2 separate regions of the Mus musculus genome follow, and region 2 is linked to region 1. A link is a contact called in public promoter capture Hi-C data. All regions are on one chromosome and are shown on one strand. The core of a region is the stretch at or near the end of the contact, and the rest is flanking DNA. Distances in the headings are between cores, read along the strand shown. Region 1 holds the start of Acot3 (acyl-CoA thioesterase 3). Region 2 holds the start of Flvcr2 (feline leukemia virus subgroup C cellular receptor 2).

Region 1 (5,743 bases), core at 196-2,695:
CGCAGCGTGACGGGCTGCTCCGGGGCCAGGCCGCGCACAGCGATGTGCACCGGCTGGTCACAAAGGCAACCACCCGCGGGCTCCAGGATCACAGTAGGTGCCATCCGGTTCGGGTTCTGGGTGGTAAATGCGTGCATTGGTTCTGATTGTGGCTCTGGCTTTGTGGCTTTTAGGCCTCCCTGGACTTGCTGTTACAGCTTAAAGTGTTCCTGGTTCTCTTAGAGAGAGCCTCTGTGATAAGCCCGTTAGCGTTTGTTAAGTACGGGAGATGCATAATGATTAATCTTGTCTTACAACTTGGTACGTGTTGAAATCGTGTTTAAAAAGAAAGATTGGGAAAGATACCGCTACAAAAGTCTGGATTGTGCCAAAGCATATCAGGGAACTGTCATTCTACTGATCCATGCCAAACAAGCCCTTATTCCCTTACTCTCCTTACGCCCCTTCCAAGCCTCTTTCTAGTCTTTGTGGAACCTGGAGCCACTTCTGCTGAAACCAGACTGATTCTGCTCCTTAATTACATTCCAGGTAGCGGTGCCGGTGGTGGTGGTTGTTTTGAGATAAGGTTTCCTCACTCTCAAGTTGACCTTGAATTTTCTATGTAGCTAAGGATGGCCTGAATTTCCTGCCCCCACCTTCCAAATGTTGGGAATCAGGGCCTGCCTGCACCACCAGCTCTGCGCTCGTCCGGTTCCTTGTCAAGATGTGTAACCATTTGTCCTTAACTGAAAAGGTTTCCTAGAATGAGTCAATGGGCAGGGAGTTGGTGTTTTCCAGCTCAGCTGAGAGAGAAAGTTCAAGCAAACTGGGTTTTTTGGAAAGGTTTCGTAAATAGACGTGTTACAAAAGCAAGGGCAACTGCTCTGTAGAAAGAGAGAGCAGGCATGTTAGAGTTGGGAATAGAGGGAGAAAAGGGCTTGCAGCTGGGCGAGAGACAGCTAAGTTGGGTCAGGGTTGGCAGGTAGACAGGCTTCTCCGAAGCTCCTTCCCCAAGAAAGACAAACAAGGCCTTGTGGCTCATTAACAGAGTCTTGCTTCTAATGGAGCTAATTGTAGCTGACTAAGTTTTAAGGGTGGCTTCTAAAAAAAAAAAAAAAAGAAAGAAAGAAACAAACCAAAAAACCCCAAAAAACAAAAACCCAAAACCAAAAAAAACATGACCTAATCCTATTCCAGACTGCACCTACTATAAGCTAAATATGAGGTAACCAAGAAAAACCACAGCTATGTCTTGGTAGCTGTGATAACTGTTAACTCTCCATAGACAGAAAAGGAAAAAGGCCCGTGGTCACGCTAGAGCTAATGACATAAGGCAGAACCAAAGAGAGGATAAATAACATGACTAGCCGACCCCAGAAAGCTCCAAGACTAGCCAGACCGTGCAAGGTTGGAGTAGTGCAACACTTACCAGCAGACAGACAAGGTCAAGAGCTAATAACGGCAGAAGTCAGAGATGGACAGAGAAGGGCTTCAACCAGCCCTAACCAGGCAAGCATAAACAGCTTTTGAGCTCCCTGATTGGACCAGGTGACTGTGCATAGACTATGTGCCTTCCAATGTTCAACTTTCCCATACTCAGATAATCTACCTCAGTGTTGGTCCACTGTCTGTGTTGAGTCCTATAAGAAGTCCCTAGATAAGCTCAAAGAATTTGATTTTCTTCTCTTGGGGAACCTCTCCGGAATTCTGCTTTCTGCTGTATTTCATCTTTATTCTGTCAGCTTTCTACCTGTAGTAATAAAATTATTCCTCAAGCGTTGTCAGTGAATTTCATTCTTCAAGTTTCTGATAAGTCAGGGAGACAGCCCCCCCCCCCACTCCCCATTGCCACAGCGCTGGTTGCACTCACAGGGACGCTCCTGCGTTTCCATTCTTTGTAACTCTTGAAGAAACATTCTCCCAAAGGTTGCAGTCAGGTAATTTCAAATATAGCCCATGGTCAATATATCAAATATATCAAATATATCCCATGGTCAATAGCCTCATGTCACTTTCCGAACTTTTTGTATTTGGTCCCTGGTGAATGTGTAAGCACCTCTGCTGGTTTTGGAAATTTGTGTAGCTGTAAAAATTTTTTCAAAAAATAGAGGTTCAGATCCCTCTTATGGTGGTTTAGTCACTCTTGGAGCTGAATTTTATCCTATCTTTTGGTGTTTTGTAGAGGAGGAGGCTCGAAGGTAGATAGCTTGTGGTAGCCTGGCTTGTGCTCTGTGTACTGAAAATGGCTCTTTAAAAGCCCTCACACAACTCTTTAAGGGAGATGTAAGAATCAGGTTTGCCTGCCTGTGACAAACCACCTGAGCTACCCAGCTTATTACTACAAGGGAGAAAGGCTTCTCTTAGCTCCTGGCTTCAGAGGCCCCAGTCTACAGCAGCTCGGCTTTATTGCCCTGGGTCTGTGGTCAGACAGAACACCATTACAGGACACCTGTGGCAGAGCAGAGCTGCCCCCTTCCTGGCAGCTGGAAGCAGAGGGGGAGGGGTGAAATCTCCTTCAAGGGCATGCTCCCTGTGGTCTGAACCTCTTCCATCAGGCCCTACCTCCTAAGGTCCGTATGACCTCCCAGTAGCGCCGCAGACTGGAAACCAAGTGTTTAGCATGTAGCCTTTGGAGGACTTTTGAGAGTCAAACATAACTGGAAGGTTGCCTTGTTCTAAGGATAATTAACTGAAATGGAAGGCAGGGTTTTTCAAAACGACCGATGCCCCTGTGTGCAAAGTCTTGTCATCCTAGTGACACATTGGTCCCACCCCTCTTGATTCCTCAAAACACTGATCTTTAACTCACCTGATTGGGTGCTCACCATGACCTTTCCCTTAGTTGCAGCTGATGCTCAGGCTGAGAGATTAAATGCTTCATGGACCACTGATTGCTTTTATAATTTTATTGAATGATCAATAAGCATTCCCACAGAACTGGGATATGGAACTGTCTCGGAGCCTTAGGAGACATGGATTTATAGAAACACATGACCGCGATCCACTACCGACAACATTCTTTCTCTCTGATATCTCTTCCTCTAACCACCTAGGGAATATTTAAGTATTTGGAAAATAATAAATATTTATTTGTGGGTTTTGTGTTTGTTTTTATTTTTGAAGCAGGGTCTCACCATGTGGTCCTTGATGGCCTAGAACATACAAACCGCGGTGGCCTCAAACTCACAGATTATTTTTTGTATTTACTAAAATGAGGTCATCTGCAGAGTTTTTCTCCAACTTCTCATAATTAAGGTCAAGAAAGCCTCCATATTCATGAAACAGAAGAACAGAACATCTAGCTCTGGTCCTATCTAAGGGCTGGGGTGTGTCTCAGCAGTACAGGATTTGGCTAGCAAGAACAAGCTATGTAGTCCATCTCTGGTACCAGTAGTAAGTAAAATAAGAAAAAAAGTCTTTAAAAATCATAGTCAAGCCAGGCATGGTGCCACATGCCTTTAATCCCAGTACTCGGGAGGCAGAGGCAGGCAGATTTCTGAGTTTGAGGCCAGCCTGGTCTACAAAGTGAGTTCCAGGACAGCCAGGGCTACACAGAGAAACCCTGTCTCAAAAAAAAAAAAAAAATCATAGTCAAGATCCTGTAAGAAGCTCTGCTCTCAAATTCAGACTGGCTATTGTGTCCTGCCTTTCTCCTGGAACACTTTACTAAATGGGATAATTGAATATTTCCTGTGGTTTCTGAGGTTGAAGTGTGTACTGGCTAGTTTTGTGTCAACTTGACACAGCTGGGGTTATCACAGAGAAAGGAGCTTCAGTTGAGGAAATGCCTCCATGAGATCCAACTCTAAGGCATTTTCTCAATTAGTGATCAAGGGGGAAAGGCCCCTTGTGGGTGGGACCATATCTGGGCTGGTAGTCTTGGGTTCTATAAGAGAGCAGGCTGAGCAAGCCAGGGGAGGCAAGCCAGTAAAGAACATCCCTCCGTGGCTTCTGCATCAGCTCCTGCTTTCTGACCTGCTTGAGTTCCAGTCCTGATTTCCTTTGGTGATGAACAGCAGTATGGAAGTGTAAGCCAAATAAACCCTTTCCTCCCCAACTTGCTTCTTGGTCATGATGTTTGTGCAGGAATAGAAACCCTGACTAAGACAAAGTGTAAAACATTCCAAGGTAAAATCCAAGGAGCATGCCCTCTGTCTTCCATACTGCTGTTCTTTACTGGCTTGCCTGCTTCCCCTGGCTTGCTCAGCCTACTCTCTTATAGAACCCAAGACTACCAGCCCAGAGATGGCACCACCACAAGGGGACCTCCCCCCTTGATCACTAATTGAGAAAATGCCTTGCAGTTGGATCTCGTGGAGGCATTTCCCCAACTGAAGCTCCTTTCTCTGTGATAACTCCAGCTGTGTCAAGTTGACACAAAACTAGCCAGTACACCCTCCCTCCCCTAGTTCTAGGGAGGGTGAATGTGAGAGGCTTGTTTGCAGGTGAGTCCCTGACAGCTGCCCTGTCTCTTGCCAGGATCTGCATCTTAATTAATATTCAGTGTGTTCCCTCCAGTTGGCAATGTAATTGTCTCTATTAATGGCATCAGAGAGCTGCTTAACTTCAGATGTGAGACCTGTCTTTAAAATCTGCTTCCTCTTTCTAACTCTGCTTATAGGGCTTTAGGAAGGAGAAGTTCCTACTGTTAGTAATTTGTCAGAGAAAGAGGATTGGAGGAGCCCAGAATAATTTAGGATGGGTTAGTCTACAGGTAGATAATTTTACACACACACATATCAATAAAGATAGAATCTAATGATGGGTATATTATGTTTTTTCTTAGAAATGTATGCTTCTATAATATAATGGTTGTTACGGTACATTCTAGTAATCCCACCTCTCAGGAGACAGAACAAGGGGTATTATCCTGAATTTGAGTCCAGCCTGGTCTATAGCTGCCACTAGCTGACTCAGTCCGAGTCCCAACCCGGGGGAGAAATCAGGGTCCCGGTACTCAGGTGGGCAAGGAATCGGCGAGTGACAAACAGACATTAACACAAGGGAGTATTGGGTCTGAATGTAATTTCTCAAAGCGAGCATCAGACTTATATTACAGAAGAAAACAAGGAAGTTAGGTGATACATTAGCCAAGGCACATCGAAGTTATCCAATGCATAATGATTCTTTACACAAAACAGAGAAATGCATACATAAAAGCTAGCAGGAACCAGGCAGTGTTTACAACTGAGATAAGATCAGCCATATCTAAAATCAGCTATTCTTAGGAGCCAGGTGAGAGGGCTATACAACCCAGGTGCAATTCTAGTCTCTTGTATAATCCACCACCAGGGGTTCCTTAGTAAATACCTAAGTAAGGTATTCCTCTGGCCTAGTGAAAAACAGGCACCAGGGGGGTTCTGTTCTACTAATCTTTTCATGGATAATACAATACTCTAGGTCCTCCTTAAACCACAACCCACCTTCTTTCTACTATTATGTGATGTAGTCTGCCATACATGACTGTAATGAGAATTCTAAGTTTACTTTGTTGAACTAGCCCTGAGATTTCTAGCTCTTATCCAGTAAACTGCAATGCCTGATTTCTTTCACTATCAACACTGGAGGCATTTCATCTGAATGAGTAGCATTCTTATGAAATTCCAAGCCCAAGGTCGGCTCATCAATTGCCTAGGATATTGAGACACCAATGGAGGCCAGGAAGCAATGTTCAATCTAACTTAACTATTTGTCAAATCATTCCTTGGGGGCATGTATAATAAAACAATACTGAAAGAAAGCATGCAAGACCCTCCACACTATC
Region 2 (5,047 bases), core at 137-2,636, 1.7 Mb before region 1:
ACTGATAAAGGCTGGGGAGAAACACCATCAAAAAACGATCATATTTTAATTAGTATGCTTCCTACAGGCTAGGAAAAACTGTGGATGAAAGAAAAAGTCCTTTGTTTGTGACCCCCGCCCCATTAATCTTCAATGTCACTGACAGTCACAATCACCCAACTACACTGTCAGTCCACACCCAACCACAAAGCCACCCAAGAGTCATAAAGTCTGTGAACCAGAAAACTACAGCTTCTCTCATCGTCAGGTACCCTCTAACATACTCAGCCCCATCATGGTGAGATGCTCTCTCTCTTTGGAACAGCCGTCCACACACACACCCGCCCTCTACTCACCTGATTGCCAAACACAGCCACGGAGCAGGCTGTTGAAACCTCATCAGCTCCAAACCAGACCGAAGCAATGCGTGAGGGCATGCCCAGAATGAAGACCTGTGCCACAGAGCAGATGACCTGACCCACCATTGTGACCGGGAAGAGGTGAGGCTCTAGGCTGCCCAGCTTTACCCAGGCTCCCAGGCAATTGAGAGCTGAGCCGGTGATAGCGATGGTTCGAAGACCAAATTTCTCCAGCATCCAGGCCACGGGCAGGAGCAGAGGGATGTAGGTCAGCATGTAGCACATGGACAGCCAATCAATGGCAAAGGCACTGACACCGTAGAAGTTCATGAAGATGTTATTGATGGAGCCGTACTGAATCCACTGGAAGGCATTGCACAAGGAGTAGCAACTGAACACCAGGACCACGACCCAACGACGCTTGCTCACCTTGATCACGCTGTCTTCTCTAACCAAGCTACTATGATGGGTCAAACCGCTGGGTTGAGCCAAGGTACTGGGGAGTGCTGAACTGCTGGGACGGACAGAGACGCTGGGGTCGATGGAGACACTAGGATGGATGGAGACACTGGGGTGGCCTGAGACGCTGGGGTGGCCTGAGACGCTGGGGTGGCCTGAGACGCTGGGATGGATGGAGCCGCTGGGCTGGGTGGAGTAGCTGGTGTCCATCTGGAATTCCGACTCTGGCGCAGGTCTGTCATTGCTCTCCTCCTGGTTGAGACTTTCATTCACCATGACCACAACGAGCTCCTGAATCCCAGGCACGTACTGACTCCTACAGTCTTATGGGTCAGCAGCCTTTTGCCTGTCCCCCTAGAGCTGAGGCAACACTTCTCCGGGAGCGCACCTCTGTTAGCGGAGAAATCGAGATCTCAGGTTCCTACGATCACTCCCTAGCAAACTGTTGTCCCCCAAGTTGGCCGCAGACGCCTTGCCACGCGTTCCAGGCTGTCCAGATGAAGCGTTGACCGTCCTGGAAAAAGTTTGACTCCTGAACAGCGAACTGTGGCAGGGCGAGCTCGGTTTGCTCCCGGGCAGGCTGGGGCCTCGCCCCCTCGGGCGCACGTGACCGCCCCGCCCCCCGGCCTGCCCGGCTCCCCACGCCCCTCAACCCCTCCCACCCAGGATCCCCTGCCTCCTTGAGCGGGGCTCGCAAGGCGCCGCTCTTGTTTCGCCATAGGTTGGGGTGTACATTCCTCTCCGACGTCCCCGGTGTCATGGAAACCGCCCGGTTAGCCCCCACCCCTACACTTTCCCTAAATTCACTTGTCCCCCCCACTCCCAGAGGTCTTCGTTGGTAAATGAGGACTTCGCCTCACGCCCTTCCGAGGTCAGAGTCTTCTCGGGGCCAGCGGGCGTGCACCGAGGCTCGGAGTCCCTAAACTGCTCAGGGGGATCCGAGAGAGATCCCTACCTTCCTCTCTTTTGCTGGGCTCTCCAGGTGACAGTTCAGTGTGCCTGGTGAAAGGAATGCTTGCTTTTCTCAGAGACCTCCCAGCCGACAAAGACTTATTTTGGTGAACTCGTATATGAACTTGTTTAGTGTCTGACGGGTCCCTGAGGTCTCCCACTAGGGAACCCCGCGAGCCAAGCATAGCCTGGAGGGAAAGTTGTGGAACCAAGTCTCTGCGCAGGCTCTGGGAGTGAGGCAACGAAGTGACTCATACAGCCTCGTAGCCCTCCGCTGCCACCTACCGATCCCCTGAGCGTCACCTCTTAGCCTGGAAGCAAGGCTTTCAGAGAAGGAATGCTGGCTTGCGCTGGTCCCTACAACTCCATGGGTTCACAGTGATAAAGAACCCAAAATTTAGGTTGGATTCCGGTTTAGCGACTTAGGCGTGTAACAATAGGTCACTGAACACCACTTCTGAGCTCCCGTTTCTTTTGCAAAATGTAGATGGTGAAATAATGGCCCTTAGAAAAATCCAGCCAGGCGTGGTGGCACACACCTTTAATCCCAGCACTCGGGAGGCAGAGGCAGGTGGATTTCTGAGTTCGAGGCCAGCCTGGTCTACAGAGTGAGTTCCAGGACAGCCAGGGCTATACAGAGAAACCCTGTCTCGAAAAAAAAAAAAAAAAAAAAAAGAAAAATCCCTGGCTGATAATTCGTTCAACAAATGTTTCCTATCCTGCCAAAAGGCTAGCATTTGTTGCCACGGGGTAAATGTGCTTCATGGGTGAGCATGCCGGGCATTCTATAATGTAGTTACTATTGCTTGCCCTGGGTGTGTGTGTCTGTATGTGTGCATGTGTATGGTGTATGTGCAGGCACTCAAGGCTTTGAAAACATCGAGCTGTAAGCTCTCGGCCTTCTTGCCTCGTGCTATAGACAAGAAAACAAGCCTTTTAGAACTCAGTTAACTAAGGTCCCAGCTGGCCTGAAAAGTCATACTTCCCATCATTCAAGCTACCACACAGTTACATAAGAGCAGTCTGAGCTGCAGCCTGGGTGGCTCCTGGAAACCTGGTGGTGTTTTTGTTTTGCCTTTTTTGTCTGTTTTGGCTTGGTCTTTTTGAGACAGGGTTGCTCAGGGTAACCTTGAATTCCACACCCTCTCAATCCTAAATGGTGAGTTTACAGGTGTATATCACCATGCCCGCCCCCCTGCCAAGCTTGTTTCAAGGGAAGATTCCCAGATCCCCAGGTTCAGCCCAGAACTCCTGAATTAGAACATTTGAACAGAATCTCCAGGTGATTCATGTGTGTTCACACGTTGAATCTTGAGGGACACTGCTTCCTTGTCCTCCCCGACCCCCCCCCCCTTTTAAAGCTCTGCAGTGGTGTTTACAACTTGAGTCTGCACATTAGAATCAAGAATAGGTGATGGCGAAGAGAGATGGTTCAGGGTTTAAGGGGGCTTGCTGCTTTCTCAGAGGAGTTGAGTTCAGTTCCCGCACTCACACTGAGTGGCTCACAACCATCTGTAGCATGAGGGAATCTTCCAGCCTCAGGCACCTGCTGACCTGTGAGCACATGCACGGATGTAAATGTAAATAACAACAACATGCTGACCTGTGAGCACATGCACGGATGTAAATGTAAATAACAACAACAATAATAATCTTTAAAAAAAATAGAATCTATCTGAGTGGATGGTGGTGTGGGGCATTCATTGGACAAGGTGGCTCAGACACAGGCTTAAGCTATAGAAAGTCTATATTAGCGATGTTTGGGATTCCAGTGTAGCACCAAGACTTGCTCAGGAAGAAAGCCGCTTTTTTTTTTTTTTAAGATTTATTTATTTATTATGTGTGAGTACACTGTAGCTGTCTTCAGACACTCCAGAAGAGGGTGTCAGATCTCGTAACGGATGGTTGTGAGCCACCATGTGGTTGCTGGGATTTGAACTCTGGACCTTTGGAAGAGCAGTCGGGTGCTCTTACCCACTGAGCCATCTCACCAGCCCCCTGAAAGCCGCTTTTTGAGTCGCCACATCTTAATTAGTAAGAACAGTTAGCCAGAAGCACTGCTACAGAAGCCAAAAAGCAAGGCTAGCATGTGTCGAGATTGTCCCAGAGCTATGGACTAGGTCTTTGTTTTCATGTTGGCAGATGGCGCTGTCTATGCTCTGAGTGTAATAGCCTTAGTGATACTTCCGTCATGGAGTTGGGTGTGCTAAGGTCTGTGGACCTGTCTCAGGTGGGAGTCCACTCACATCCTAGATGTCCATTGCATCTAAGGATAGCTGGGAGCCATCTAAGGCCCCTGTCCTAGCACATGTGCCCCACGTGTGCCCCAGGGAGAGACTCACTACTGGTTCCCAGCAGAGAAGACCAGTTCTGCTAACTCTCCTGGGTCAGTAGGAACCTTTTCAGGGAGCACACATTTTCTGGTAGAAATTACAGAGGCTTTCATTCTATTATGGGGTATTTGTAGAGAGAGCGCATACCCACTGAAGAGTTTCTGTGAGTGTCTATAACTTATTTTTCAGACTTCCATAATTAGGGTCAGAACAAATAACCACAAGGCAGAGTCCTGTTCCTAATGGCTCTTCCCCAGCACTCAGGGCAGAACTGTAATCTAGCGCCAAATTCCAGGGTCTAATTTGAGATTCAGGCAAGATTTGAGCTTGTTTCTGTTGTGGAATGGGAGTGAGTTTGATTTGCTCTGAGCTCTGGACTGGGTCTACTTAGGTTAGAAATTCTGTTGTTTGGGATCTTGGTAAAGAGACTTAATTTCTGTATGTCTGTCAAGTGAGTATTAAACACTCCTGCCTCAGTCAGGCATGGTGGCGCACGCCTTTAATTCAAGTGTTTAGGAGGCAGAGGTAGGCAGATCTCTTAGTTTGAGGCCAGTCTGCTCTACAGAGGGAGTTGCAGGACAGCCAGAGCTATTCAGAGAAATCCTGTCTCAAAAGGATTTTGAACCAAAACCCAAAGTTTTTGGGCAGTCATGAGAGTGGTAAGTATTCCTGGTAGCCTTCCACTAAGGTACAGACAGATCATCCAACTAGGTGGATGTTACACAGAGAGGTTCTTCATTCATTATTCATCTGTCATAAAGACATTTATTGAGTAGCTTCTTCTTTTTTGAGACAGGGTTTCTCTGTGTAGCCCTGGCTGTCCTGGAACTCACTTTGTAGACCAGGCTGGCCTCGAACTCAGAAATCCACCTGCCTCTGCCTCCCAAGTGCTGGGATTAAAGGCGTGTGCCACCACGCCAGGCCTGTGAGTAGCCTCTTATATGTCCTATCTACAGGTGTCTGCAG

Evidence for each region. Capture Hi-C pulls out chosen DNA fragments and counts their contacts.
Region 2: a promoter capture Hi-C map of liver shows a contact between it and region 1, with 2.7 times the contacts expected there. The contact joins the promoter of Flvcr2 here to the promoter of Acot3 in region 1. A contact is called at or near these places in 2 of 39 promoter capture datasets (liver and pre-B cells) and 1 of 9 other capture datasets (liver).

The regions. Positions count from the first base shown.
Region 1 is chr12:84,047,846-84,053,588 of GRCm38.p6, reverse strand. Acot3 (acyl-CoA thioesterase 3) reads right to left here and starts at 1,445. Exons shown (of 4, transcript NM_001346701.1): 1 at 1,409-1,445; 2 at 1-116. The coding sequence starts at 104. Gm40474 (a long non-coding RNA gene) reads left to right here. Exons shown (of 3, transcript XR_872870.2): 1 at 1-93.
Region 2 is chr12:85,742,878-85,747,924 of GRCm38.p6, reverse strand. Flvcr2 (feline leukemia virus subgroup C cellular receptor 2) reads right to left here and starts at 1,386. Exons shown (of 10, transcript NM_145447.2): 1 at 336-1,386. The coding sequence starts at 1,073.